Linked DNA regions of Mus musculus: regions 1, 2, 3 and 5 are each linked to region 4. The links are chromatin contacts, called in public Hi-C and HiChIP or PLAC-seq maps. All regions are on one chromosome and are shown on one strand. Each heading gives the region's core, a stretch centred on a gene start, on an enhancer-like site or on the middle of the called end of the contact. The rest is flanking DNA. Distances are from core to core; before and after follow the strand shown.

Region 1 (5,675 bases), core at 1,606-4,105, 180 kb after region 4:
CATACACTACTAGTTAGTGTTTCTATTGAAGTGATACAACATCGCAAACAAAAGCAGGTTAAGAATAAAAGTTTTGCTTCATTCTACACACCTGCAATGCAGTCTACCTCTGAAGGTGGTCCAGGCAGGAACACAGGACAAGAACCTGGAGCCAGGATGTGATGTTGAGGCTATGGAGAAGTGCTGCTTAATAGCTCCCACAATGGCCTGGGTCTTCCCATAACAATCATTAAGAAAATGCACTATAGGCTTGCCTACAGACCAGTCTAGAGCAGTACTCTTTCAGCCTCAGATTCTCTCTTTCCAACTGACTCCAGCTTATGTCAAACTGACATAAAAAACCACCCAGAACACCACATGTGGTGTTTCTGTGTTTAGAGTTGGTTGTTGTGAGACGTGTCATTGTCTACACCTTGCATCAGTTTAATGATACATGATGGTATAGGTCTTATTTTATGCTTACTCTATCTATGTACATTTTCATTAGTGAGTTGCATTTTCAGGTTTTCCCACATTTTAATTGAGCTGTTTGTTTTCCTATTGTTCAGTATTAAGAGTTCTTCGTATATTTTATATTGATAGTCTGTTGTTTGGTTTTGAGGAAGAGGGGTGAGTCTGGCATGAACATAAGGCAAATAGATAACTGGCCACATTGTCATGACAATGAAATAAGAAGGCCAGTAGACTGATAGCTTAGGCTAGGGGTGATGGTATGGGGCAATTAGCACTCCCTAGTAGAAATAAAAAGAGGAATAGTCATGGGGGTGTGACCTGGGATTCTACCCCAACTCTCACCAGCCTACCAGCTACACAAGGTCTTGGTAGATGGAGGAGCATATAGAGGGCAGAAGGTTAACTGAAGCTGGAACTCGGGGAAGCAGTGTCTGTGAAGGTGACAGTCCTGATGGACTGTCACCCAGGATGGCGTGGGGCATGCTCAGTACAGCTCCTGCTCTCAGCTATTGGTGCATCTATAATGAGTCCAGCAAACTCATCAGTTCAGCACCTTGGATTTAACCATTGCTTTGTTCTCTCTCTTTGGTGCCCTACCTGGGGTAGACAGATGGTTGTTCATGTCTCCACAGGGAAAGGTTATACAACATAGTCCTGTGTTAAAATTCCTCTTTATGCCTATAAAATACCATAAACATTCATCAATGGACTATTTATGTATTTCAAAATTTTAGTATTATTTTTATTTTTATGTAGTTCAAAAACTTAAAAAGATCTTGCAGATTTCTCCTTTGATCATGTATTATTTAGAAATATGTCGTTTAACCTCCCAGGATTGTGGACTTCCTAGATACTTTTCAGTTGTCGATTCTATTATAGTCTGAAAGTAGATGGTATATGACTTCTTGTCTGGTATGTATGTGTATATATGGTGTGTGTGTGTGTGTGTGTGTGTGTGTGTGTGTGTGTGTGTGTGTAGGGACCAGAGGTTGATATTTAGTGTCTTCCCTCATTCACCACTTTGTCTTTTTGAAACAGGGTCTTTCACTGAACCTAGTGCTCTCTCTGACTGGCTACAGCAGACTAGAGCTGGTTGGCCAATAAGCTCAGGGACTTCACCTGTTCCTGGCCATTTAGCTCTAGGTTAACCAGCCCTGGCTTTTTATATAAGTGCATGGGCTCTGAATTCCAAGTCTCATGATAACAAGAATTCCCACAGTCCTGATTGCTTATCGTTTAAATTGGTGAGATATGCTTTATATCCTGCAGTGCAGTCAACCTATAATGGTAAATATTCCATACAATCTGAAGGAGAATGTGTACTTTTATTATGGGACTAAGCACTTTATAAATGAGAATTATACAGCTGTGTTCATGGTACAGTTAAAGTCAACTATATTCTGATTATCAGCTTGTTGGATTTGCTCATTTATACTAAAGACTACAACTACAATATCAGGTTTAATCTGTTTCTGCTCAAAAGTTCTATTTTTGCTTCAGTTACTAGGATGCTCAATTATTAGTCACATACACATGTGCATAATAAATGTTATATGTCTTCTTGAGTACTCATCCTTATATTGTATGTAATAGTATGTTCCCTTGCTCTGAAGACTGCCTTATATGAAATGAATATAGAAACTCCATTATTTGGTGTTGGTGTGGTATATTTTTCTCCATCTACTTATTTCTCATCGGCATGTGTAATTATGAGACAGATCAGTGGATTCCTCTTCTGAAAGCATTTGGCTGGGATTAAGCACTGTTCGGTAAGATCTGCTAAAGAAGGACATTATTTCCAGATTAAATTCCTATTGCAAACACTCCTCCATATTCTTTTCCTTTTACGTGATTGAAGCCGTTAGTGGCAACACAAAAACTTGATTGACAATCATCAGATCCGGTCCATGTGTTAGCTCCAGCGGACAGCTGTGCAGAAGCAAAACAGGAAGACACCCCAGGTCAAACAGAGGTGGTATTCCTTGGAGCTGCAGAATATAATTGCTATAGCTCCTGCATGTCCCTCTGGGCTGAGAAAACCACTTCAGTCCAGTCCTTTCATCTCTGTGGAGGCTATAATGAGTTGTCAATGAAGCAGCTACTCCTGCAGCAGTCATCCTGGGGGCCCCAGCTGCTCTAGCCATCACACAGCTGCTCCAGCCATCATACAGCTGTTCAGGAAGAATCCGATCTGGTTGCTGCTGCCCAGGAAAGCCATCAAACCAGCCACAGGCTCCTGAGGAGATTTTTTTTTTCCAGTTGTGGGAACCACTGATGCCATTATGGTCACTCTTCCAACTGTGGTTTTTCTCAGGAAGCCTTTGATTCTGTTGCAGCTGCTCTAAATATTCTAAATCATTCAAGGAGGCTTTGCCCATGTCAGCTTCAGATGCTACTTAGATGACCCAACTGACAGCTGCTCTAGATATGCAGCCAACATCTTGCCCAGGCTTAGCCTCAGCAGTGCTCAATCAGGTCAGGGAAAAACACCGTCCCTGCGCATCATAGATGGTGTACATGGATGGCTTACTATATAAGCAGTATTCATCTTGCTGTAGGTGGAGAAGGCTAGGAGACATTCCTCTCTGCCAGTCTCCTGCCTGCTGCAACCTAAGCCCCAGAAAGCCTCTGTGGGTGTGGGTTTTTTTTTTTTTGGTTGGGGGGGGGTTTGGTTTTTTATAATATGTAGAACAAGCTAGACTGGTGACACAAATGGCAGACAAGGCTCCCTGGGCTGGAAACTGCAGACATACCTGACAGCACCAGCTAGAAAGTGGGTGATGAGTTTCAGAGAGAGGGTAGGAGCACAGTCAGTGGGGACCTGAGACTGCAAAGGACAGTCGGAGTACTGAGACGGTAGAAGGTAGGAAGCAGAGGCTGCAAAGCGCAATGTCTGAAAAGAGCCACTCTGTGGAAGGTGTAGCACTGCTAAGATTTGAGAGCTTGGAAGAACTGCAAACCCTGATGGCCAGAAGAATTCCAGCAGGCCACTGAGCTCTGGCTGCTGGGCATCTGAAACAGTCACAGCTGAGGGCTTCAACGCCCTGAGCTATGACACTGAGATTAGGGATTCTGATGCTCCAAGGTAGGAGCTGTAACACTCAGAACTCAAGAGTTCCCACACTCTGAGCAGGAGCCAAAAGTGGCAGCTTTAAGCTCCAAGCCCAGACTGTAACACTGATTGGGTCCCAACACTCTTAAGCACAGGACTGTTGACACCAAGACAATGTTTTCAATTTCCATTTCAATAGAGCAAAAAAAAAAAAAAAAAAAAAAAACCCTGGGCCTATGGTGACACTCATATTTGAGAGGGGTTTACTTCTTGACCAACCCCAACAATCTCTGGCCTCTTTTGAAGGTGTTCAGACCACTGGCACTTGAAATGATGTAGTTCAATGTATTGGTGGATGTAGTTGGCTCTATCAACTATGATGACATAGTTAATGCCTGCCGTGTTTGTATCTAGTTTCTTCCTGGTGCCCTTACTCTTTGCTTTTGGGTATCTCTCATTTTCCACCTCTTGTGATGTGAATGAAAGGTTTTTATTTAACTCTTAGGATATTTTTCTTCTCAGCATATGAACTACTGGAACATTTTTAATGATTACTCTTGAATTTGAATATATGTTTACAATGCCCTCACTTTAAATTAATTGGCTATACCCATTATTAGTAGTATGAGTGCCAGTTAATAACAGGGTACCTGTAATCCCTCTGTCCTGTCCCTGCACTGTGTTCACTTTATATATATGGTGAATGTGTAGTGAAATGCTGCTATTTTTGACTAATAGCTAACTTATAGATTAATTAAGAACAAGGTTCCTTCTCTAAATCTCTTCCTTTCTTTACAAAGGTCAGAGTTTTAAACTGATATTTTACTTGGCTTCAGAGAATCCCCATTAATATTTCTTGAGAGGCAAATCTAATAACAGCTTTCTGTAATTTTGTATATCTGAACCCTTTACATTTCTCCTTTATTTCTGAAGGATGGTGTTATATCCTGTAGAATTTGATGCCACCAGACTTTCTCATCCAATGCTTTAAACATCATTTCCACTCCTCTTTTTGCTTTAATGGTTTCTAAGGGGGAAAGTGGGCTTAATTATCTTCCTTTTAAAATTTTATGTGTGTGGGAGTTTCACCTGCATGTATGTCTGTGAACCATTTGTGTGCCTAGTACTCACAAGACTGGAAGAGGGTGTCAGATCCCTTGAGAATAGAGTTAGAGACAGTTATTCGTCTCCCTATGGATGCTGGGAAGAAAACCTAGGTTCTCTGGGAGAGCAACCAGAGCTCTTAGCTACTGAGCTGTCTCTCCAGCCCAGTGGATCTCATTTTTGGTTTTACTCCTGTAGAGATCAGGGGGTGAAAGAATTCGAAGACTTTCCATGTGCATTGTAGTTGCCTATGTCCAAGGGAGAGCTAGCCAGAATCATTTGCTTTCTTTTGGCTTCTATCAAGATTTCATCATCATTGTTCTGCCCTCTGAATTTTGCCCAGAACAGGTCCTGGTATAGTTTTATGGAACCATTCACCCTATAGGATGCTCTCTGAGCTTTCTATATCTGTGATTTGGTGTCTAGCATTACATCTAATTCTCAAGAACCACTGTTTTACGTATTTCTTCTGTTCCCAATGTTCATAAATCACAGCTTTTTTTTTTCTCTCGGTGACTTGAAATTCTGTGTTTTCCCCTCTCTTTTGCAGTTTTAATAGCTTGTATTGGGAACCATGCCAGAACACTACCTCCAATATTATGGTGATTAACTTCTAGAATACTTATGTGTATGATAGCATAGCCAATTACTGGGTAGTTGCCGCCAGCTCCTCCCAAAATTATATTCAAGGCCACTGGAGCCTTAGTCAAAATGGCGACCACCCAGCTCCTGCTTTTGTGTACTGCCACAGAGCCAGCTCATCTTTTCAATTTTGTCAGCTTTTAGAAGAACATGGAACTGCTTCTTTCTATAGCAAATGGTTGGGTTGGTGGATATGCTTGAAGTACTGGTCAGAGATAACGATTTCCCCTTTTCTTGGGAGTAATTTTCATGTCAGAAAACATTCTGACAAGTCTCCCATTTCTAGCACTGACTGATTATCCTCTCTCACCATCGTCTGCAACGACCCACTTAATTGTAAACACAGAATAGAAGCCGACCCCCCCCACCCCACCCCCCACCCCCCCCACCCCCCCCCCGCAAAAAAAAAAATTGAGGCATGGAA
Region 2 (5,418 bases), core at 854-3,353, 220 kb after region 4:
GTCTCCATCTGTACTCATGTGAAATACATCATTACATTTTCTTTTACAAACTAAATATGAAGCAGTAAACTGATGAACATAAAGACACTAAATCCAGCATCAGTATTTTTATGAATGAAACTGGTTTTATCTTAATAATTTCCCACTATACATACACTATGCATAGTAGATATTTAAAAGTCCAAGCCTGCAATATTTTTTATTAAGAAAGCATATTATCTATTAGCAATCAACTAATCCTGTGGTGTCAATTATCTAAAGCGCAAAAGTAGCCATCTCAGCATTGATGGAATGGCCCCATAAGTTCCTATATTTGAATGCTTAATCATGGAGGAGTGGCATTACTTGAAAAAGATTTGAAAATGTATCCTTGTTGGAGTAGGTATGGCCTTATTGGAGGAGATGTGTCACTGGGGATGGGCTAGGAGGTTTCAAAAGCCCAACCCTCACCACCACCACCTCTTTCTCTCTTTTCCTAATGCTTGTGGATCCAGATATAGAACTCTCAACTACTTCTCCAGCACCATGTCTGCCCGTGTGCCACCATGCTCCCTGACGTGATAATGGACTAAACCTCTAGCACTGTAAGCCAGCCCCCAATTAAATGCTTTATTTTATGAAAGTTGACTTTGCATGGTGACTCTTCACAGAAATAGAACACTAGCACATCATTTGGTACCAGGGAGTGGATTATTGCTGTGACAGACTGACTATGCTGCTTGTGGGCAGAAAAAGGGCTTTGGGAGTTTGGATTAGGAATCCAGTTGAATACTTTAAGCAGTTGTAATGTACTATACCAGAAGGAAGAGAATGATGAGAGAGAAAAATGTGGATTATGACAGCCAGGCTCAAGAGGTTTCAGAGAAGAAAATTAGTAAGTGACCTAGAGAATGTTCTTGTGATATTCCACAAAGGATATGGCTGCTTTTTGCCCTTGTCTGAAAAAAGTCTGCCTGAGTTTCAGTTGAAGAGCTTTGGATTAATTATTGGCAGAGGAAAATTTTAAGACAGCCTAGTATTGACTCTACTGTGTGGTTATTTCTGTTTGCTCTTATGCAAGTCAGTTCAAGGAGAAAGAGAAGCTAATGCAGGCAGTGAAGGACAGCACGGGCAACAGAATGCTGATGTGACTGTAACCAAGGGAACCCAGCAGACCCGAGATGCCAGGGCCCTGGGATGACCCCTAGTTAGAGCAGCAGCAGAGGGAGCTAGCCTGAGCCCAGGAGATTAGCTGTGTGTGCTGCAGAAGGCAGAGCATAGAAGTGGCCCAAGTCCCTTAGAGACACCTAGAAGACACGAGTATTATGAAATATAATGCAGCCATGGCAGGAGGCAAAAGGGTACCTGGTGGGCCCATGCTAAGCTCTCTCCCTCAGAAATCACACCATGCAATGGATCTGTTATAAGGGAGGTTTATTTGGGGGAAGGGAGGGGTATGGGTGTTAGAGTTTCTTCTAGGCTCCGCCCAACAGTTACCTAGCAACAACCAGGTACAAACCTGGCTTGCTATTAAAAAACTGCTTTCTCTCTGTCTCTGTCTCTCTGTCTGTCTCTGTCTCTCCCTCCCTCCCTCTCTCCCTTCCTTCCCCTCTCCCTCTCTGTCCTCTCCCCAACCCTTCTCTCTTCTCCCCATGCTCCCGGCCAGCCACCGGCCTCTTCTTTTCTTTCTTCTCTCTCTTTCTGTCCCTAACTGTCCCCTTTCATTCCCACATTCCCCTCTCAACCCCCTTCTCAGGCCCCTAAATAAACTTCATTTCATACTAGACCTGTTGTATGGCTGGTACCTCAGGGGGGATGCCTCAGCACTGGCCCACTAAGGCACCTCCTCCCTCCACGTCATGCCACTGTATTACAAAACACATCAGTGAAGACCTGGAGAAGAGATACAGTCAAACAAAGAGCCAAGAGGACAAAGAAAGTGGGAATGGAGAAGGGCAGAAAGAAAGGGTGGTTGGCCAGAAACTCATGGGAACACATGGGGGGGGGGGGCAGATGAGGAGAGGGGGAGGAAGAGGAGGAGGAGAGGAAGGGTAGCCAGTAGTCCTTTTTATAAGCTGTCACCAGGCAGACAATGGCAGCAGATGATAATGAAAGCTACCGCTCGGTCCCTGTTGCTAGGTCCCTGGGAGAAACCTGGAGGAATCCCTTGCAAGGCAGCAATGAGTGAGTCCCAGATAATTGGACAATGAGTTGTTTACACTTTTGGAGTTGTGTTTTGATTTACTTTGATTTTGACTGTGTCCTGGTTCTTATCTCTTGAAGTAGGGATGCACAATTTATTTTTGATTTTACAGGAGCCCATAATTAAGAGACTGAATTTTTAAAGAGGTTCAAGATTTTTAAAGAGACTGAATTAAAACAAAAACACAAAAAACAATTGAATTTCAAAGTATTTGAATTTGTAAAGACTGTGGAACTTTTTAAAGTTTGATAAGTGTTTTATATTATAATATAGATATTAATGTGTCATCTTGGAAATGAAAAAGAAAGGAAAGGTTGTAGCTTAACAGTGATGTGTTTAGGTGTTAACAAAGAGCCAATTGTGCTAAAACAGAAAGGAAAGGAGACATCTTGTAATTAGATTATAATTTCGAAAAATAATCCATAGTATTTGATGGCCTGTGGAATCCACTTTGTAAACAACTCAAAAAAAGATAACCATTTCTGGCTGAGGTTTTTTGTTTGTTTGTTTGTTTGCTTGTTTAATTGTTTAGGTTTTGTTGTTGTTGTTAGTTTTGGGGGTTTTTTTTGTTGTTTTATTTTGCTTTTGCTAGCATATAGGATATAGATGGGGTATTGTCTCCCGTCATAGGGTAGCTTCATTTAAATATATGTGTGTATGTATTTCAAGCAGCTGCTACTTTTTAAGTTTTTTTCTTGAGTTTCCTAACTTACTTTCATCTCCCAAGACAGGAGGTAGAGAGGAGGGTAACGACCCATGAGAAGTAGCACACCTTAGAGTCACAAACTTTGTATCTTGAAAGAGATTGGGAACCAATGTATAAGAGAAAATGAATTTATTTACACGTTGGTCAAAGTGGGAGAAGAAAGATTCCTAGTTTCTCTCTGCTTTCTCTATTGAAGTGTTTTACAGAAAAGATTGAACAAAAGCCATGAAATACACATATGTTAATTTGTCCAAACTGTAAAATTTCTTCCTGGGAGCAAATCCCTCTTCCGCCAGCATGTGGGCTTTAGTCTTTCTCCCCGCCAACAAGGGATTCCTGGAGAACTTTTAATCCTTTGAGGTTCATTGTTTCAGTAGTCTGAAAGCCTCTTTAGAATCTTTTTTTCTGCTGGAGAGGTATGTAAACATGTGTTATGAATAGGAAACCTGTGCTTCCTCTTCACTGTGTAGCATAAAACTGTGTTCTGTAAAGAATGAGAGACAATACCGCAGCTGGGTTTCTCATTATGTGGGCAATAGCAGGTCTGTGCTGAGCAAACCTTCCTGGAACCAGCATAATTAAGACTTCAAGGTATAGCTGGTGGCACACGCCTTTAATCCCAGCACTTGGGAGGCAGAGACAGGCGAATTTCTGAGTTCGAGGCCAGCCTGGTCTACAGAGTGAGTTCCAGGACAGCCAGGGCTACACAGAGAAACCCTGTCTTGAAAAAAAAAAAAAAAAAAAAAAAGACTTCAAGGTAGGTTGGCTGCTTTTGTAGCAGTAGACATACCTGGTTCCACAAGTTCTAATCCACACTGTGACCTACACAGCCAGTCACGTGTTCTGTGGTAGGAGAGACTAGCTCAAAAGGTTAAAGGAAGTGAAGAGACAGGCTAATAAAGAGGCAAGCATGTGCACAAAGATGACAGGCCAAGACAGTTCCTCCATCTTGTATTCTTGTTGAGGCCAATTTCAGGTTTAACTAGAGTCTGATCTCCTTGATGGAAAATCCCACAGAAAACTACCCAACTCTGTTCTAGGAAGCAAAGATCAGGATGTCCTAGCTAACCTTCTTAGTTTTTGCTAAAACTGCTTGTTTGTGTGGAACCTCCTCCAGCTAGCTTCTGTTAAAACTGCTTGCTTCAAATTGCTCACTCTCTTAGTTTTTGCTAAAACTGCTTGTTTGTGTGGAACCTCCTCCAGCTAGCTTCTGTTAAAACTGCTTGCTTCAAATTGCTCACTCTGTAAAGCACCTTCCGCCATCATAGCTGTTGAACGAGATGAATGGATGTCTGTGTTCCTAAGAGTTCCATGTTCTGAGCACTCAGGAACACGCCTAGGTCCCCCAACACTTGAGTGTGATCCCAGCTGACTGGGATAAAGACTTTCACTTGGACTTAGACTGCTTTTGAGCAATCATCTGGTGAGCTCTCTGAAACACAAGGATCAAATGTTTATCTCTGTTGTGTTTTACAAAAAAAAAAAAAAAAAGAAAGAAAGAGCCAGTATATGTTTGGTAGAGGCATGTTATGATGAGGTGGAAGGGGGTGCCTCTGCGGGCTCATGCTGAGGCATCTCTTCCCCCTGAGGTACTAACCATACCTATAGACTAGAGCTTATTTAGGGCATGACTAGGGGAGTTGAGGATGGAGTAGAGAGATAAAGAAAGGCACAGGGATGGGGGATGGGAGGGCAAGAACACATAGAAGGAGAGCAGGGAGGGGAGAGAAGAGATTAAGAGAGTGTGGTGGGGGCAAACAGCCCTTTTTAAGAGTGAATCAGGCATACCTGGCTGTTGCTAGGTAACTGTGGGGCGGAGCCTTGAAGGAATGCTAACAACTGTAGACTTCAACAGTAAAGATGTGGAACATTGGGTAAAGTGCTGAAATGCTTTGAAATATCTGAGCAATGTGTGGCTTCACAGGTGTTGAAATCTCAAGGTAAGAGAGAACATGATGGATGTGAAAGAAAGAAAGATGCATGTCCCAGAAAGAAGTGGACCTTCACCTGAACTTTCTGCAAGGATGATTAACTGACTCCAACATCGATGGCTGAGGAGAGGTTGGACTGAGGTAGGTCCAGAGGCTAATTACAATTGATCTAAAGCCAGCAATCACCCCAAAATAGCCATCCCCCTCCCACCTTTGTGACTAATAGATAAAAACCTTCTGCATTATATTGATTTTGTAAAAACTTTTGTTTCCACCAACCAGAGGATTAACAAACAGATTAAATCCTATCCAAGGCCTAGGTCTGTCCCATTCCAGTCTCTTAGCCCCCAGTTTGCTTGAACCTGCTTACTTCTTGTTTCCACCAGTAAATATGAAAAGCACCTTAATTTTGGTCTTTCTCTGTTACTAGAAAAATTTCATCAAACTATTAAATCTGTAGAACATAGAATTTGAGGTAACTGAAATCTGTGTTCCCAGGTCTAGTCACTCACACTTGGCTCCCATCTTTTATCCCTTCTGAGATGAGAGCTATGTTTTTCTGTCAACATGAAGAATTAAGGAGACTAAACTCTATGATT
Region 3 (4,906 bases), core at 1,005-3,504, 170 kb before region 4:
ATGTTATAGCACCCTCCCACTCTGAGATGAGCTGATCTTCAGTAAGGATTCATTCACCTTTCAGGAATAATTTAAGATCTGAGTCACTTTCTAGCATATGTAAGACAAATCTATTACTTTTTGCTGTTGACATTTGGCCACAGAAGATGCGACCTGAACGCATGTTTCTGAAAGAGAAGTTATCGTCTTTTTGTTGGGCAAATTCCAGCCAGCTAAGGCAGCTTTTCATCCTGCACAGAACTGCTGCTAGAAAGGTTGTTGTAATATAATTGGCAACATTTTAAAATGAAATTGTACAAAGCAAGTTTCAGAACTCTGTATTATAATGCTGCCACCCGCATTAAGAAAGAACATCTGAACTCCTGTATGTGCTTGAAATGTTCTTTAGAAGACAAAGATGATGTTCTTTGAGTTTTGTCCTTCTAGCCTGATGATATTAGCAAAATGTTGCTTTAACAATTAGCAGAGTAGGGCTGGAGAGACCGCTCAGCAGTTAAGACTGCTCTTCCAGAGGTCCCGAGTTCAATTCCCAGCAACCACGTGGTGGCTCACAACCTTCTGTAATAGGACCTCTTCTGGTGTGTGTCTGAAGACAGAGATGTATTCACAGAAAAAAAAATCTTTTTAAAAAGGAAAAAGAATTAGCAGAGCAGAGCTGGCGATGGCTCGGCAGTTCGGAGCATGGGAGGTGCCCTTGTAGAGAATCTGGAGATCAGTTTCCAGCTCATGACCACTTGTAACCCCAACTCTAGGGGATCTCTCTCCCTCTTCTGCCCTCCAAAGGTGTGTGTGTGCATATACATAGACACACATATATGTTCACATATCCATATGCACACACACAAATAAAAATTCTAAAATTACATAGAGGAATAAGCAGAATTGTGAGACCATTATTTCTTATTCTACAGACCCAGATGAAAAAGCAAAATATTGATAGTTGACACCCTCAGGGTGCCTCCTGAGGTTTCAATTTGCAACAGCTCCATTTGGTGTGATGTAATTTGTGATTTTAAATCTTGATACCAACCAGGGTTTCCTATAGGAAGAGACCAAGTGCTTAGGGGGCCAGGGAGAGTTATTACTGTACATCTTTTTATACTTCTGATCGTTAAGTCACATAATGTATTGGCTATTTTAGGGTAAATAAATAAGCCTAACAGTATGAATATAAAAACCAAGGTTTCCATTTCCTCTAGAAAAGCTGCAAAACCTGGCATAAAAGAGCCCTAGTCCTGGGTGGCAGCTGACATGAAATGTGGCAGGCATTACCGATATCAGTCTGGTAATCCTTGAGGGTGTTGCAGTCATACATCTCCAGTCCCGTTGGTGTCCGGAGACAGTAGACACTCACAGGGAAGCCGCATCTCAGAGTTACCAGCATTCTCAGGTCAGACACCTTTTTATCCAAGAGAGACATGTTCTCCATTATTGGCATCATCTCCTGGGTCACGGCATTGAACACATAGAGAGTGGGTTTGTCTTCCTTCTGCAGGAGAGAAAAGGGGACACTCACTGTCCGAGGGTTGTTAGGGATGCAGGACTCTGAGCATTTCTCCTTCCCAGGATGTGTGTGCAAAGTGGGGAAATATAAAGCCACTTTTCTTCTGTGGCTTGGTTTCACTCCCTGCCCTGAGGACATCACTTGGCCCCTGCTTTGAGCCAAGGGATGAAGACTCAGGGCTCTGGGGTTTATGCTACAGATCCAGATCTAGAAGTGGAGTGCGGCCAGCTTGTATCCTGTGCTCCCAGAGCAAACAGAACAGAGAGCACTTCTCCACTCTTCTGTGCTTAATGTGGAGAGACTGGGCTTTTCACCTTTGGCCAATTAAAAAAGTCCCTTTTCTGAGGTTCTGTCCGGAGGCTGGATCCAAGTGAGAACACAAGGAACAGTTTTCTTAACTGTGTCTGTTCTTCCTCATCTGCGTGGCCTGCTTCTTATCGAACACACTAGAGTTACTATTATTACTTACTAGTGATGTAACACAAAATACCAAATACAAATACTGTAAAACAGAAATACCTAATATAGATTTTTTTTTCAGTTTCATTATTCCTTTTATTTTAGAGTCCAAATAGGAAAGCAAGTAGAATTGAGACATCAGAAGTAAAAATGTTAAGTTGAGGGAATGTTAATCCTCTCAGCAATACTTGAACCAACCAAGCCCAAGGAGGGGGCGGGGAAATAGGAGTACCTTTCCAGCAGTCTGGAGAAGTGAAACTGGCTATACTTCCCCTTCAGTGGTGGCAGGACTGTTAACATTTGTCTTCAGCAGTCTTTCGGTGGCTGAGCACATGCAAGGGCATGGCACGGCCCCAGAATGTCTCCACCACAGAGGTTTTCGTAGAAGTGACTACCTGAGTTTCAAGTCCTTCATGCAATTTCAGCCAACCCAGCCACTTACCACACCTTGCCTGTAGTTATAGGACTTGAGAGGTTGGGAGGTAGAGGCAGTAGGATCAGGAGTTGAACACCAGCCTCATGTACATAGAAAGTTTTCTACATAACTGTCTCAAGAGACAAAAGCCAACCCAAAGCTAAATTCTTCTCGGGTTCTCCTGGAGCCTGTTCCTGCTTACAGTATGTTAACTCCATTCCTCTTCCCGGATACCACTGTCATAATATAACATACACATCTCAGAAATTCTTAGAGGAATGATGTTACTGATGAAATATGAGTTTCCAGTATTTTGATTGAGAGTGCATTTCATTGACTGAAACCAGTTGAACGGGTTCAGGGTTTCTTCTGTTACACATGAAGCCAGCCTGGCAAGCTGTGCCCAGTGGGCTAAGTGTTCTGAGCATAGGTTGTAATAATCTCAGTCTCACTCAGTAAGAACATTCATGCTTCCCTTGGCTCCCTCAGGTAAGTATCTGACAAATTTGTCCCAGAAATACTTATAGTCAGGCAGAAGTTATTATACAATGTAATTAAAAGACAGTGGAGAGGGGCTGTCTTTTAATGGTACAGTGTCTTAGAGCACTTGCTGCTTTTCCACAGGACCCAAGTTCAGTTCCCAGCACACATATCAACACATCAGGCAGCTCACAAATGCCTGTAAATCCACTTTGGTGCCTCTGATTTTTTTTTTCTAGTCTCTGTGGGCTCCACACATATGTTGGGTGGTGGTGGTGGTGGTGGTGTGTGCCTGGGTTACTTCCCACCTCAAATGGTTGATGTTCTTGAATGAATACACACACACACACACACAAACACACACACACACACACACACATACACACACACACTTCAGTGTTTATATTTTAATGTGCCTCAAGCAACACAATAGCTGAGCAACTTCCTAACCTCCATGCTGCTAGAATCTACTTCCTGCTGACAATTCCGAGTTGTTATTTACTAACTCCTACATTCCATCTTGGCTGCTCTTAACTCTGATTAGTCAACCCTCTGGGTCACATTTTCTGGGCCACTCTTCTTGCTTCTCTACTCCATGGCAGGCTCTATGAATGGACCCTGCATGGTGGCTCTCCTTCTTCTTCCTCCTGGGCCCAAGCCCCGGAAATCCTAAAATCCCACCTCTGTCTTTCCTCCCTAGCTCTTGGCTGCTGGCATCTTTATTTACTAATCAGGACCAGCTGGGAACAGGTTCCCAGAAGCTACATGTGGACCTTCTCATGCAAACAGTTTTGGGGGACATAATTAGCATGCGCAATACAAGCAACTACACATACATACACATATTTTTAGATTTATTTATTTTATGTATATGAGTACACTGTAGCTGTCTTCAGACACACCAGAAGACAGTATCAGATCCTATTACCGATGGTTGTGAGCCACTTTCTGGTTGCTGGAAACTGAACTCAGGACTTCTGGAAGAGCAGCCAGTGCTCTTAACTGTTGAGCCATCTCTCTAACCCCATATACATTTTTTTAAAGATAGTAAAGAGAAAGAAAAATTGTAATTCACACAACACCAGCCTGTTATTTCTTTAGAATCCTCCAATTTCTCTTTAGCTCTCTCTAATTTATATTTATCAATAAATGCAAACAAATGACAAACAAAATGCAAATAAACAGATAACAACAAGTAAACAAAAGTGTAGAGGCTTAAGTTGACCTTACCCAGTTAATGGAGTTGATCTCAACAGCAAACTACTACATAATAACATGAGATAAGTAAGATTAAAAGCAGGCCAGAATATTAATTATCCTATGATTATAAAGAAAAAGGTCTCTAGTCTGTGCACACATGTAGAAAACTCTGCAGCAAGTAATAACAAGGAGGGAGAGCAAAATAGCTGGCAGCTTTAGATGAAAATTAGAAGTGACTAGAAAAAATTGCTACCTATGAAGCTCGATTCTTAAGTCTCTGAAAATGCCTTCAAGTTTGCCCCCCCCCCTTTTGGTACTAGAACTTTGTATCATAGTTTTTAATCAATGAACACAGATGACATCCTAGGCTCATTTCATTTCTAATGTAGGGAGAAAATAGTTTCCATTGTGCTACTGTAACCGTACATCCACTATTTCATAAACTTTGGGTTCATTTAGTAGTTTGAACTGTAATGTGGTGTAATGGCAGAGGAGAGTTCTGCCCTTGATTGTATGGAAAAAGGAGAATATAGACGCCCGTGGGAGGGACGGTGGCCCTTGTGCTTACAGAGAAGCGGTAGGCGAACTAAGAATGTTAAATACACAGGTTTGTTCCATCAGAGGGAGGAAGGTACAATCCGGTTTTCACACAAAAGGCTTCGAACAGTTGTGGTTAGTAGCCTGGTGATCTTTGTGCTATCTGTGTGGTTGAGACCGCCCTGAATCCTCCCCTAGGCCCTTATCACAAGCTTGTCAATCTATAGAAGCTATCTCTATGGAAGGTATCACATGTAGTCGATCTAGAGAACCCAACTTTATAGAAGATATCACATGTATTTTTACAAGAA
Region 4 (5,349 bases), core at 379-2,878:
AGCAGGCCCCAGCCATTTCCAAGCATACTCCCGCAATATTCTTAAGCCAGACAGCGGGAACTCACACACAAAGACAAGACTGCAGAAAAAAAAGTTAATCACCAAATGTCAATTCGCTATAGGAACTGTGGCCTCCCACATGGGGACAGGAGATCTTAAAGCACTCCTGTCACAGACTGAATCCACACTAATTTGTTAAACCACATTAAGTAGTAAAATGCTGAGCACCTGTGATATGGGACTTGAATTCTGTTATGTGGTAGGGGAGGGAGTGGGAGTGGGGAGCAAAGAAATTAAGAGAATGGTCCTGTACTTGATACTGGTGTCAAAATCTTAAAGAGCATTGCATAGAAACAAGCATAACAATAAGCAGTGTTGGAGACTGGTTGACGAATATTCTCCAAATGTGTGGCAACCCAGTCAAAAGCCATCAAGTCACATGAAAAGGAGGCACCGTGAAGCATAAATCGGTATTAGTTCTTTTACTACCATCACTAAAGAGGGAGTGACTTGGAGAAGTGTTATCCCCCTCCAGCGACTCCCCAGATTTTTTTAAATCACCCTTAAACCATCCCCTTTTTAGAGCTATGTTGCGTAACTGGGGATAACAGTATATCGATGAATCTCTATAGGTGGAGAAGAGAAATCAATGGCAGTTCGCCATCTTGGAGGAAAAAAAAAAAAAACTATAGAACCACAAGCTGAAGTAGATTCACCATTCCACCTACGTGGTCCGCGTACCTTTCTCTCCAGCCTAGGCGGCCTGGACACCCGCAAGCCTACGCAAAGTCACTCCATTAATTCCCGGGATCCGGCCACTGCCGCCTCCCACATTCCGCGCTCACAACCGAACCAGATCCAGGGCCAGCCTGCCGCCCAGATTCCCCCCGCCCACACCCGGGGACCCGCACTGCAGCCCGCAGGGCTCCCCGAACGCCGAGGGCCTCCCGGGGAGGCGTCCCCTCCTCCACCCTGGCAGCCGCAAGCCGGGGCGCCGCCGGGGCGAAGAGTCCGGCCGCCCCGCCCCCGCGCGGCCTCGGGCAGCATCCCCAGGCTCAGCTGCCCGCAACCGGGCTCCGGCTGCATCCCCTTCCTCGCGGGCGGGCGAGGAAGCCGGCGGTACCCTTCCCTTCAGCCCTAGCCGCATCCCTTCCTCGCGGGCGGGCGTCCCCTTCTCAGAGGCCCGCCGCACACCTGCCGGCTTGGCGCCCCCGGGCCTCACCGTGATGCTCTGGAAGACGCCCCCGGCCGTGGCTGCCCAGACGTATTTGGCGTCGCAGTAGCCGACAATGGCGGCCTCCTGGCAGCAGCCATCGCACATCAGGTTATCCACGTAGCTCTGCCAACCGGCCATCTTCGAGCCCTTCGCACTGCAGCGGGGACGGCAGGAGCAGAGGCGCAGCAGCGGCAGCGGCGGCGGCGGCGGCGGCGGCGGTGGAGGCGGGGCGGGGGCGGGGAGGAGGCGGCTCTGCGCAGGCACCGACCGCCCCTCTCCGGGGAACTGCGGCGGGCGGTGACAGGACCCGCAGCGGGGAGCGCCGGGCGGCCGCGGCCGCGGGGCTCAGGAGCCGGCGGCGGAGCGACGCTGGCAGCGGGGCTGGTGACGGCCGTCTCACACCGCCGCAGCTCCCTCGGCTCTCCGCGGCCGGCGGGATGTGCGCGCGCGTGCGTGCGATCCTTCCGCAGCGCAGCCGGCGAGGGTCCCCGGGAGGGCGGGGGAGCCGAGGCGGGGGCGCGGAGGGATACCGCCGGGGACAATCACGGCCCACACGTGCGGGAGGCGAGTGGGCGTGCGGCTGGGGCGCGGCGGCGGAGGCCTCACCACCGGCTAGGAGGCGAAGCAGCTTGAGTGGGCGCCGTGGGGTGCCGGAGCTCTGGGCGCCCAGCGGCCACGCTCACCTCTCAAGCGCCCGCTCGGGGACGCGGTATTGACAGCATCGGTGTCGGGTGGCAGGGTTGCCCTGGTGACGGGATGCGGAGGGTTTACCCTTTGTAGTGGGAGCGGCCAGTGCGGATGGCCCACACTTGGGGAGGTGTCTCTTAGAAGACCTTGGCCAGCTGCGCCTGCACGCTCCTGAAATCAGAGCAGCTCTATGCTCTTTGTTGCCTCCTTTGAGTACAAGGAACTTCAGGTTCAGTGGAGCTTTTGCCCTGAACCCAGTGCTGCTCATCATGAGTGTGGCTCAGTCGTCCAGAAATTCTAAACAAAACAGACCCTATGTGCACCTGGTAACTGCAAAAGTTAGTGTGCGTTAAATACATCCATGAAATACAAAGAATAATCAAGCTAGAAAAGGAGTCATTGAACTAGACCAGTGGTTCTCAAACTTCCTAATGTGACCCCGTGATACAGTTACTCATGCTGTGCTGACCCCCAACCTTAAATTATTTTGTTTCTATTTCATAACTGACATTCTGTTAGTTATGAATCATACTGTAAATATCTGATGTGGAGGATATCTGATATGTGACCCCAAAGGGTTTGAGGCCCACAGGTTGAGACCCACTGTACTAGATGGTGAAAATAGTTCAGAATCTAGATCTGAGGAAGACTTGTATAAGACAGGGTGGGAAGTGGTTTAAGGGTCTCTGAACATTCACCTACATCTTTATTAATTTTATGTGCTGGGTCTAGACCCAGCATCAGATGTTCCCCAGTGATGACTAGTTTAAATGGATGACAAACTTGACCTGCCTATTAAGGGAAAGAAAGCTCCAATAGATTGCAAGCTGTTGTCAATTTTAAAGTTGTGGGGTACACTGACAATTTTATAATAGCATCACTGAACTTTTGCTTATTTATTTATTGGACTTTAAAAAATAAAACTAATGTCCTAGTGTTCTGATCGCTGTGAAGAGACACCATGACCACAGCAACTCTTTTTTTTTCCATTTTTATTAGGTATTTACCTCATTTACATTTCCAATGCTATACCAAAAGTCCCCCATACCCACCCACCCCCCACTCCCCTACCCACCCACTCCCCCTTTTTGGCCCTGGCGTTCCCCTGTAGACCACAGCAACTCTTACAAAGAAAAAAAAATTAAAAGGGACTGGCTTACAGTTTTAGAGGTTTAGTCCATTATCATCATGCTTGGGAGTATACAAGCTGACATGATACAGAGGCATCGCTGAGAGTTCCACATCTAGATCCCAAAGCAACAAGAAGAGTCCTGGTCCTGAATTTGAACTTTTGAAACCTCAAACCCCACCCACAATGACATACTTCCTCCAACAAGGCCACACCTCCCAATCCTTCCTGTGTAGTGTCATTGATGACTAAGCATTCAAATGTATGAGCCTTTGGGGACCATTCTCATTCAAACTACCACAGGTAGGACTAAGACCATGGAAACTAGAGGAGGGCCAACAACAGAGTAGTCAGCTGTCAAGTTGGGACAGTATTTGTCCTCCTGTTTGGAAGATAGAGAATTCTGCTCCTTATACAGGAATCTGTCCACTTCTGCCTTTGTGTCCTCATCTGATTTAATCTCCCTTACTCTTTCCTATTTATCATTCTGCCTGTTTGTCACAATCATTTTAATTCTTAACTTTTATTATCACCTTAAAAAAATAAAGATGGGGTGGAGAAATGGTTCAGTAGTTGGGACTGGGTGCTCTTCTACCAGGTCCCGGGTTCAGTTCTCAGCATCTATATGGCAGCTCACAACTGTCTGTAACTCCAGTTCCAGGGGATCCATAGCACCAAGTATGCAGGTGGTATACATATATATGCATGCAGGCAAAATACCAAGATGCATAAAATATTTTTTTTAATTAAAGATGGGGCAGGGGGTGTAGTGTCACATATCTTTAATCCCAGCACTAGGAAGGCAGGCTCAAAAGGAACTCTTCAATTTGAGGTCATGTCTTAGTCAGGGTTTCTATTCCTGCACAAACATCATGACCAAGAAGCAAGTTGGGAAGGAAAGGATTTATTCAGCTTACACTTCCACACTGCTGTTCATCACCAAGGAAGTCAGGACTGGAACTCAAGCAGGTCAGGAAGCAGGAGCTGATGCAGAAGCCATGAAGGGATGGATGTTTCTTACTGGCTTGCTTCCCCTGGCTTGCTCAGCTTGCTTTCTTATAGAACCCAAGACTACCAGCCCAGGGATGGCACCACCCACAGTGGGCCCTCCCATCCTTGATCACTAATTGAGAAAATGCCTTATAGTTGGATCTCATGGAGGCATTTCCTCAAGGGAGGCTCCTTTCTCTGTGATAACTTTAGCTTGTGTCAAGTTGACACACAAAACCAGCCAGCACAGGTCATGTGTACATATAGTGTTATAGGTTAGCCAGGGCTACATAGTGAGACCTGTCAAATTAATGGTGACTAGACTACAGTTAGCCAATAAAATGGATATGCTTACTTTGTGAAAATTTATAAAATGATAAATGTTTAGAATTTGTCTCCTTTATGCATTCTATAATCCAGTAAATTTAAACAGTAAATAAGGTAATAGAAAAGATAGTAATTTGGAGAAATATAGAAAGTATGTTTTGTTCGTTACTGTGATGCAGGATTCTGGTGGGTGTGGTGGCCACAAGAGGAAATGATTTCCTGGAGGCTGCAGAGTAGTTCTGTTCAACATGACTCAGTAACTGGTGTTGGTTCAAATTTTGAGAGTCTATCCCTGAGTAGTTTATTTTAGGTGTCTTTAAATACAACACAACCTGGTGAAATTTCTCCTAGATGAATAGCTCAGTTTCATGTGCACAACAAAGCTTCAGAGGTAACTACATCAAAACGTGTGACATCTTCCATAAAGATAGGTTATACAGATTGACAAGCTCACGATAAGAGTCTGGGAGAGGATTTGGTGTGGTCTTGGCTGCACAGACAGCACAAAGGTCACCAGAGTATCAAGTGTGCCTGTTCTCAGCCATCTGGGTAGAAAACAGGTTATATACCCTCCCTTTGAAGGGGTGGCCCTGTGTCTTTAGCATTCCTCGTTCCCACTAGTGCTTACCTGTAAGTACTAGGACCTCAGTGCCTCTCACGCTCTCATGTTTTTAAGATTTTATTTCTGGAATTTATTATTTAATTCATATTCTTTTATTGTTGTATTGAAATATTGAAAGTATTAGAAGAGCTGCATATTTTGGAAATCCTAGTCTACAGATTCAAAGACGTATGTTGCAAAAAGTAAAAACTTTAATTGCATTGCAGTTTTCCTTTTTTTACTAAAATCAAGTGTAAAAATCATAAGAGTTTAGAGCCTGCCACTTTCTCCTATTTTCAAAACTGTGACAATGAGTTTTAATGACTGTTTTACTTTTCCATGTGGTATTATTTTTCTGCAGCTGCTACAGTACATTTTAAATAGCTATGAAAATGATAT
Region 5 (5,688 bases), core at 883-3,382, 200 kb before region 4:
GTCACGGTCACATCTATTTTGAGTTTGTGACTATGTGATATTGAGTACACAGACTTGTACACTTTTCTTTGTGTACAAGAGAGAACTGTGTTTTTAAACTAAGCATTGCCAAAAACCAAAGCAACACAAACAAACAAGTCTGTTTTGTAAACCATACTTTCTTCTAAACGACTTCTTAACAACTTTTCAGATTGCACAACTGCTACTGTGCCTGACTACCTGAGTTCAGTCCCTTCGGACAAACTTCTGAAAGCTGTCCTCTGACCTCTACACAAGTGACATTCATGTACGCATACATTAAGTAAACACATGTAATAAAAACAAATTTAAAACCTTTGCAAATTAAACTCAGTAAATCAAATTAGAAATAAAAGGAAATGAGCTACTTGTGAAATGACCCAAAGTGACCATTAAAATCTACATTTTCGTTTTCACACCAGAGCTTGGTTAAGTTGGTAAATAACAGATTTAAGAAAAGGAAAAGCCATACCTGTACATCTAGCCGCCACTCAAGACTATGGTAACTGGGAAGACGAGGTGCTAACTCGTTCAGAATAGTTCTGATCTCCTTTCTGTTGTCCAGGTAGAGCTGAAGCAATAATTTGTTTAGTTCTTCAGAGAATCCCAGAACAAAGACAGAGTCTTGGAAATCCAGTTCAGAAATCTAAAGGTAAATTGAGTTCAACAGAACACTGGAATTTATCTTTGTCTAGTAAATGCTAAACCATTTCTACACACACAAGTACATTATATCCTCTAATTCTATTTAGAACATTCCTTAAAGACCCACCATTCTGAAATCCAAGTTACTAATATACAAAATAACCTTATTAAAATAGGAAAGAAATTAAGATGCCTAATTTTATTTAATATTTTTCCATCAAGCCAGATAATGACTGCTGATACATTTTTAAAAATGCAATATTTCATTCTCCCATCTCCTGACATACATGGGTGATGGCACATGATGCAGAAATAGAGACAATTATAATTTAAACCGGCAAGAGGAATTCATATTAGATAACGCCAATAGCACTGTTTTGGTATACTGCACAAATTCGATTATGAGTTAGAAATATTGTAATAGGCGCCAGTTTGAAAGGATCTGGGTGATACAATACAGCTCTCAGAAGTCTTACCATAAGCTTTGAGCTCTCGGTGAGGAGATACGTTAATCCTTCCACACCATGCTGGATAGTGTCACTACTCACGTTCAGTTTTCCTAAGGTGGTGGTGGTGGTGGTGGTGGTGGTGGTGGTGGTGGGGTGGTGAAGAAATAAACAGATTATCAATTTGTTTAAAAATAAACACATTCAATTGCTCTGTTTTCAAACTATACAATAAAAATGAGTTAAGCGGAGACTACTGTTCCTTCTTAACCCACTCCACTAACAGGGGCCTTGGCTATTTCCCTCCAAGTCAGCCTAACAAAACACAAACCTGTGAACAGACACACAAAGCCCCTTCAACCCAGGCAGAAGGAGAAGTCAGTAGAGATGTTCTTAATCTCAACCACCACCACCACCACCCCCCCCCCCCCAGCTTAGAAAAAAAGCAGTTTCTGGGTAGCAAATGTTTACTAAACACTTCGATGACAGTTCCACTTCTTCAGCATGCGGTATTTTATTAAGCACCAGAATATTTCTAAAAGGCAGGTGGCACTGTATTCATTTTAAATATGAAGATATTTGTTCCACACTAGTTATAAAAGCGCGCAGCTCCTTGCAGTGTGCGCCTTGACTGACTGCTCTGCGGGGTTTTAAGAGGAACAAGGAACAAGACCCTAGGACCTGCAAAGACTCCTGCGGAGAAAGAGAATGGATCGCACTCTCCAGCTCCACAGACAGAGCCCGTCCTCCCCCTTTCTTACTGGCGGCGCCTTCGTAGATCTTCGGGTTTGAGCCCCGTCGGAGGAACTCCACGGCGATCCTCCCGAACTCGGCGACCACTGCAACGGAAGTCAGCAGCAGGCTGTGAGTGCCGGGCTGTCCCCCGGGTTGTCCCCGCCGCAAGCACCCCGCAAGCACTAACTTACCTGCAGTGTCCACTTGCGGCAGGAAGGCCAAGTGCTCCTTGTGCTCCTCGGACAAATCCAGCAGCATTTTAGCGGCTCTTCAGACTTTGCCACCCGGCGCCGGCCCCGCCCTCACCACTTCCGACCTCTGTGCAGGCAAAAAGAAGTTCCGGCGGGCGTCGCGGTACAGCCCATGCTTTGGGTTCCGGTTGCTGGCAGTCCTAGGAGCACGGTATCGTCCGGTTCACTCTATAGGAGTGAAGGTAGGCAGTGAACGCTGGTTAAAAGAGTTGAAGGTACAAGTCTTCCACTCATTCATGAGCCATCCTGCAAAAGTGTAATATGTAGTGCTGGAGAGATGGTGGTTAAGTGGTTAAGATCTCTTGTTGCTCTTGCAGAAGAACCAGATTCGGTTCCAGTACTCACGTTCTCAACCATCACTAACTCTAGTTTTGGGTATATAACACTCATGTATATGTATATGTATGTGTATGTGTATATGTGTATATGTATATACATATACTCATGTATATGTATGTGTATGTGTATATGTATATATATGTGTATATATATGTATATATGTATACGTATATTACATGTATATATACATAAATATATATGTAGTGACTATTTTGTACACTCCACAAATACCTTGAAGAAACTACACTATGACTACACTATGAGCAGAGGTCTTTGCATTAATTTCTGAAGATACAGCCCCAACTAGGGTAGTTTTGAACAGTTTGTGTAGGACTTTGTGTTATCACAAGCCTTCATGATCCCTAAATAAGCCTGTGAACGTGTCCACTTAGGCAAGAAAGGGAGCACTTTCTTAGTACAAAAGGGAAGATGCTAACCAAACATACCTTTGTTTACATGTGAGGTTTGCTTCAAATGGTGCAAACACCATTTCTTCAGATTTAGAAGCTGGCTGCTCAGTTCATGAGCAGGTAGGGATAGACACACCCTACACTGTATCCCTTGCTGCTACAACTTTGGACTCAATAAAAGGCTTCTCTCTAGGGGTCTTTTCTTGCCCACTTCTGGAAGCAGATACAGTGCTATAGCAGCAATGATAAAAGCAGCCATGTGGCAGCAGCTGCGACAGCTGAGCATTCTGAACATCAAGCCATAGAAGTGACAGCACAGCCTGACTCTTGCCAGCAGAAGAGGGAGAGCTGAGAGGCGGGGAACGTAAAATAACCAGTTTCTTAGGAACTGAAGAGGGATAGAAGATGGTAAAGATTCAAACAGACTGGGTGGGTAAGATAGCTGAGTGGGTAAGATAGCTCAGTGGATAAAAGCTGCTTGCTGTGAAGCCTGAAGACAAGAGTTCAACCCCTGGAACCCTCACGGTAGAAGAGAAAACCAACACATATGAGTTGTTCTCTGACTCACCAACGTACACTGAGGCACATGTGTTCACATATTAACTCACTCCTCCCCTCTCTCCCTTTTCTCACTCTCTGTCTCTTCCTAATGTCATAAAAATTATTTTAGAAATAATCAAAGAGTTCTTGAGTTCTAGGGAGCCAATGTTTTCAACTACCCCAGGCCCAGGAACTACACAATTGTCTATCACCAAGGGGTGAGGAATTGGATACCTGCCTATTTAGTATCTTCAGTGCTGGCTACTGCCCAAGACTAAGATATCTTGATTTTTTTTTTACACCTATAAAAGAGTCTTGGTACTTACTGTAGACCTATACAAGAGCCATGAACCTTGTAGAAGTAAGGATTCCACTACCAATGTTAGATTTCTGAAGTAGCACAACATTAGATTTCCGAGGCAGCTTAAAGAAACAGCTTATAGAGGCAGGAAATAGACCAGTCTGACCTCAACGGATGGAACTCTTTATTTCAAACAGAAAGGGCAGGCACAGGATGAAGGCAGTGTCTGCAAAAGGAAAAGGGGGTGCTTGGGCTTATGTAGGCAGTTTGGGAATGCAACTGCTAGGGCTACAGGTAAGCCTGTAGTTTCTCCCTCCTGGAGCTGTTTATCCACACAGGTCTGTTTATCTTTAGAAACTCCCTTGCCTGGCTATCAGGATGCAAGGGCAGAGTGGGCAGATGAGTTTGGAAATGGCAGTGAGGAGGGAAGAACTGGAGGGTTTTGTTTTATTTGTTTTTGTGGTCTTCTGAGACAGGGTCTCTCTTCATTGCTGCCTGGAACTTCTTCTGTAGAAGGGCTGGCCTTGAACTCAGAGGTCTGCTGGCCTCTGCCTCCTGAGTGCTGGGATTAAAGCCATGCACCACCATGCCTGGCAAGAGGTTGGAGTTTCAACATAGTGGCAGGGGATTTCAGCAAGCTTTAGGGGAGAAAAGCTCTTTAGTCAGGGTCTGGCGCTGTTTGTTCAAGGTCTATTCCAACACTAAGGCTTGCCCAGGGATCATAGCACTTGCAGGGTTAGGAATGTTACTATCAGAAATCTGCACAGGAGATGTAACCGTAGAGGCTACCACCTGCTACCGGGCTCATCTGCTGCTGCCTTCTGCCGTCCAGGGTTATAAAGCTCACCAGAGGCTAGCACTGGAACAACTTCTTGTTTCCTACCTGGGATTTCTGAGGAGGAAAGGAGGCCTCTGGCCAGCTGCTTGGAAACATTTGAACTTGTTTGTTAGGCCTTGAAGCAAGTGTTAGGGAGGCATGTCAAATGAGATCTCCTTTCTGTTGTGGTGGAAGTGTGAAATTGCAAAGGCACCTAAAAAACTCTTAAACAAGTTCTTTCAATGATAATTTTGTACTTACCTTATAATCAAGTAATTCCGTTCCTAGGTATTTAATGCTCCCCACCCCCCAAACACCGAAAACAGATATCCAGAAAACACTTTGACAGTACTGTCCAAAAATGCTTTATTCATAATATCTCAGAAATGGTGACAGTCTAAATTTCTATGCATGATAGTAGATGATATGATACATCCACAAACAGAATTCTAACTACTAAGGAAGTAATAAAAAAAATGGAGCACTGGGTGGAGTCTAACAGCTCATCCTTATAATTCCTAGCACCTGGGAGGCTGAGACAGAAGGATAGCCACAGATTTTAGAGTAATTTGGACTACAAAATTAGTTCCAGGCCAGCCAGAACCACACATTAAATCATGCCTCATAAAAACAAAGCCATAGCCAGGCAGTAGTGGTGCACACCTTTAATCCCAGCACTTGGGAGGCAGAGACAGGGGGATTTCTGAGTTTGAGGCCAGCCTGGTCCACAGAGTGAGTTCCAGGACAGCCAGGGCGACACAGAGAAACTCTGTCTCGAAAAACCAAAAAACCAAACCAAACAAAACAAAAACAAACAAACAAAAAACAAAGCCCTAACAAAAAGTGCCATTGATAAACGCAGCAATGTAAATGAATCACAAGCCATCAGACCTCGAGTGAACAACAGTGTTCCAAGTGCTTTGCACATCTTTTCTAGAAAGTAACTTTGGAACAGCATTGTCCTTCAAGGTTGAGACTTATTCAACAGCTTAACCAACGTCCCAGGAGTAACTCAGCCACTCTACATGTTGACTGGGGTATTCTTTACACAGACACAAGCTTGTTAGATCCACTACCTGTTACATGTAATATCCATGTGGCTCATCATATGTAAGCTTTACTTCAGTTTGAAAAAAAAATAATAGCAGGAGATACTCCAGCAGGAGTTAAAATGTCTAAACCTAGG

What was found. A called contact is a pair of places that touch in the nucleus more often than the background predicts. HiChIP or PLAC-seq counts read pairs in DNA pulled down with a chosen protein or histone mark.
Region 1: a Hi-C map of myocytes shows a contact between it and region 4, with 2.5 times the contacts expected there. The contact joins the enhancer-like site here to the promoter of Pfn2 in region 4. A contact is called at or near these places in 6 of 39 promoter capture datasets (the 3T3-L1 cell line, the C10 cell line, hippocampal neurons and 2 more), 1 of 15 datasets of contacts at CTCF or cohesin (large pre-B cells), 4 of 484 Hi-C or Micro-C datasets (the HL-1 cell line, Sertoli cells, large pre-B cells and 1 more), 3 of 115 datasets of contacts at active chromatin or transcription factors (neural progenitor cells, pro-B cells and stem cell-derived neural progenitor cells) and 1 of 9 other capture datasets (adipose tissue).
Region 2: a contact with region 4 is called in an H3K4me3 HiChIP or PLAC-seq map of neural progenitor cells, with 14 read pairs. The contact joins the enhancer-like site here to the promoter of Pfn2 in region 4. A contact is called at or near these places in 1 of 484 Hi-C or Micro-C datasets (cerebral cortex) and 8 of 115 datasets of contacts at active chromatin or transcription factors (SST interneurons, VIP interneurons, embryonic forebrain and 5 more).
Region 3: an H3K4me3 HiChIP or PLAC-seq map of bone marrow-derived macrophages shows a contact between it and region 4, with 4 times the contacts expected there. The contact joins the enhancer-like site here to the promoter of Pfn2 in region 4. A contact is called at or near these places in 14 of 39 promoter capture datasets (the 3T3-L1 cell line, 3T3-L1-derived adipocytes, the C10 cell line and 8 more), 2 of 15 datasets of contacts at CTCF or cohesin (the NIH/3T3 cell line and large pre-B cells), 22 of 484 Hi-C or Micro-C datasets (the HL-1 cell line, LSK cells, the MC3T3-E1 cell line and 15 more), 25 of 115 datasets of contacts at active chromatin or transcription factors (the 230-238 cell line, astrocytes, bone marrow-derived macrophages and 15 more) and 4 of 9 other capture datasets (adipose tissue, embryonic stem cells, liver and 1 more).
Region 5: an H3K4me3 HiChIP or PLAC-seq map of embryonic stem cells shows a contact between it and region 4, with 26 read pairs. The contact joins the promoter of Commd2 here to the promoter of Pfn2 in region 4. A contact is called at or near these places in 26 of 39 promoter capture datasets (the 3T3-L1 cell line, 3T3-L1-derived adipocytes, the C10 cell line and 16 more), 2 of 15 datasets of contacts at CTCF or cohesin (the NIH/3T3 cell line and large pre-B cells), 30 of 484 Hi-C or Micro-C datasets (CD4 T cells, CD8 T cells, the HL-1 cell line and 22 more), 34 of 115 datasets of contacts at active chromatin or transcription factors (the 230-238 cell line, astrocytes, bone marrow-derived macrophages and 19 more) and 5 of 9 other capture datasets (adipose tissue, embryonic stem cells, liver and 2 more).

Annotation. Positions count from the first base shown.
Region 1 is chr3:58,022,311-58,027,985 of GRCm38.p6, forward strand. The region is part of intron 2 of Gm40055 (a long non-coding RNA gene); the gene reads right to left. Among named protein-coding and RNA genes, the nearest start is that of Gm40055, 6.6 kb to the right of the region's middle. Within about 2 kb of position 2,856, at least 8 of the 459 cell types and tissues checked have an H3K27ac peak or open chromatin away from gene starts, as enhancers often do. A contact at or near this core is called in myocytes, where this site is marked.
Region 2 is chr3:58,070,613-58,076,030 of GRCm38.p6, forward strand. No RefSeq gene overlaps it. Among named protein-coding and RNA genes, the nearest start is that of Gm40056, 16 kb to the right of the region's middle. Within about 2 kb of position 2,104, at least 8 of the 459 cell types and tissues checked have an H3K27ac peak or open chromatin away from gene starts, as enhancers often do. A contact at or near this core is called in neural progenitor cells and stem cell-derived neural progenitor cells, where this site is marked.
Region 3 is chr3:57,671,512-57,676,417 of GRCm38.p6, forward strand. Ankub1 (ankrin repeat and ubiquitin domain containing 1) reads right to left here. Exons shown (of 4, transcript NM_001033349.2): 3 at 1,273-1,489. Among named protein-coding and RNA genes, the nearest start is that of Ankub1, 19 kb to the right of the region's middle. Within about 2 kb of position 2,255, at least 52 of the 459 cell types and tissues checked have an H3K27ac peak or open chromatin away from gene starts, as enhancers often do. A contact at or near this core is called in the 230-238 cell line, bone marrow-derived macrophages, hematopoietic stem and progenitor cells and 2 more, where this site is marked.
Region 4 is chr3:57,846,129-57,851,477 of GRCm38.p6, forward strand. Pfn2 (profilin 2) reads right to left here and starts at 1,629. Exons shown (of 3, transcript NM_019410.3): 1 at 1,223-1,629. The coding sequence starts at 1,354.
Region 5 is chr3:57,649,552-57,655,239 of GRCm38.p6, forward strand. It overlaps Commd2 (COMM domain containing 2), which reads right to left and starts at 2,133. Exons shown (of 5, transcript NM_175095.4): 1 at 2,036-2,133; 2 at 1,871-1,948; 3 at 1,140-1,222; 4 at 491-664. The coding sequence starts at 2,102.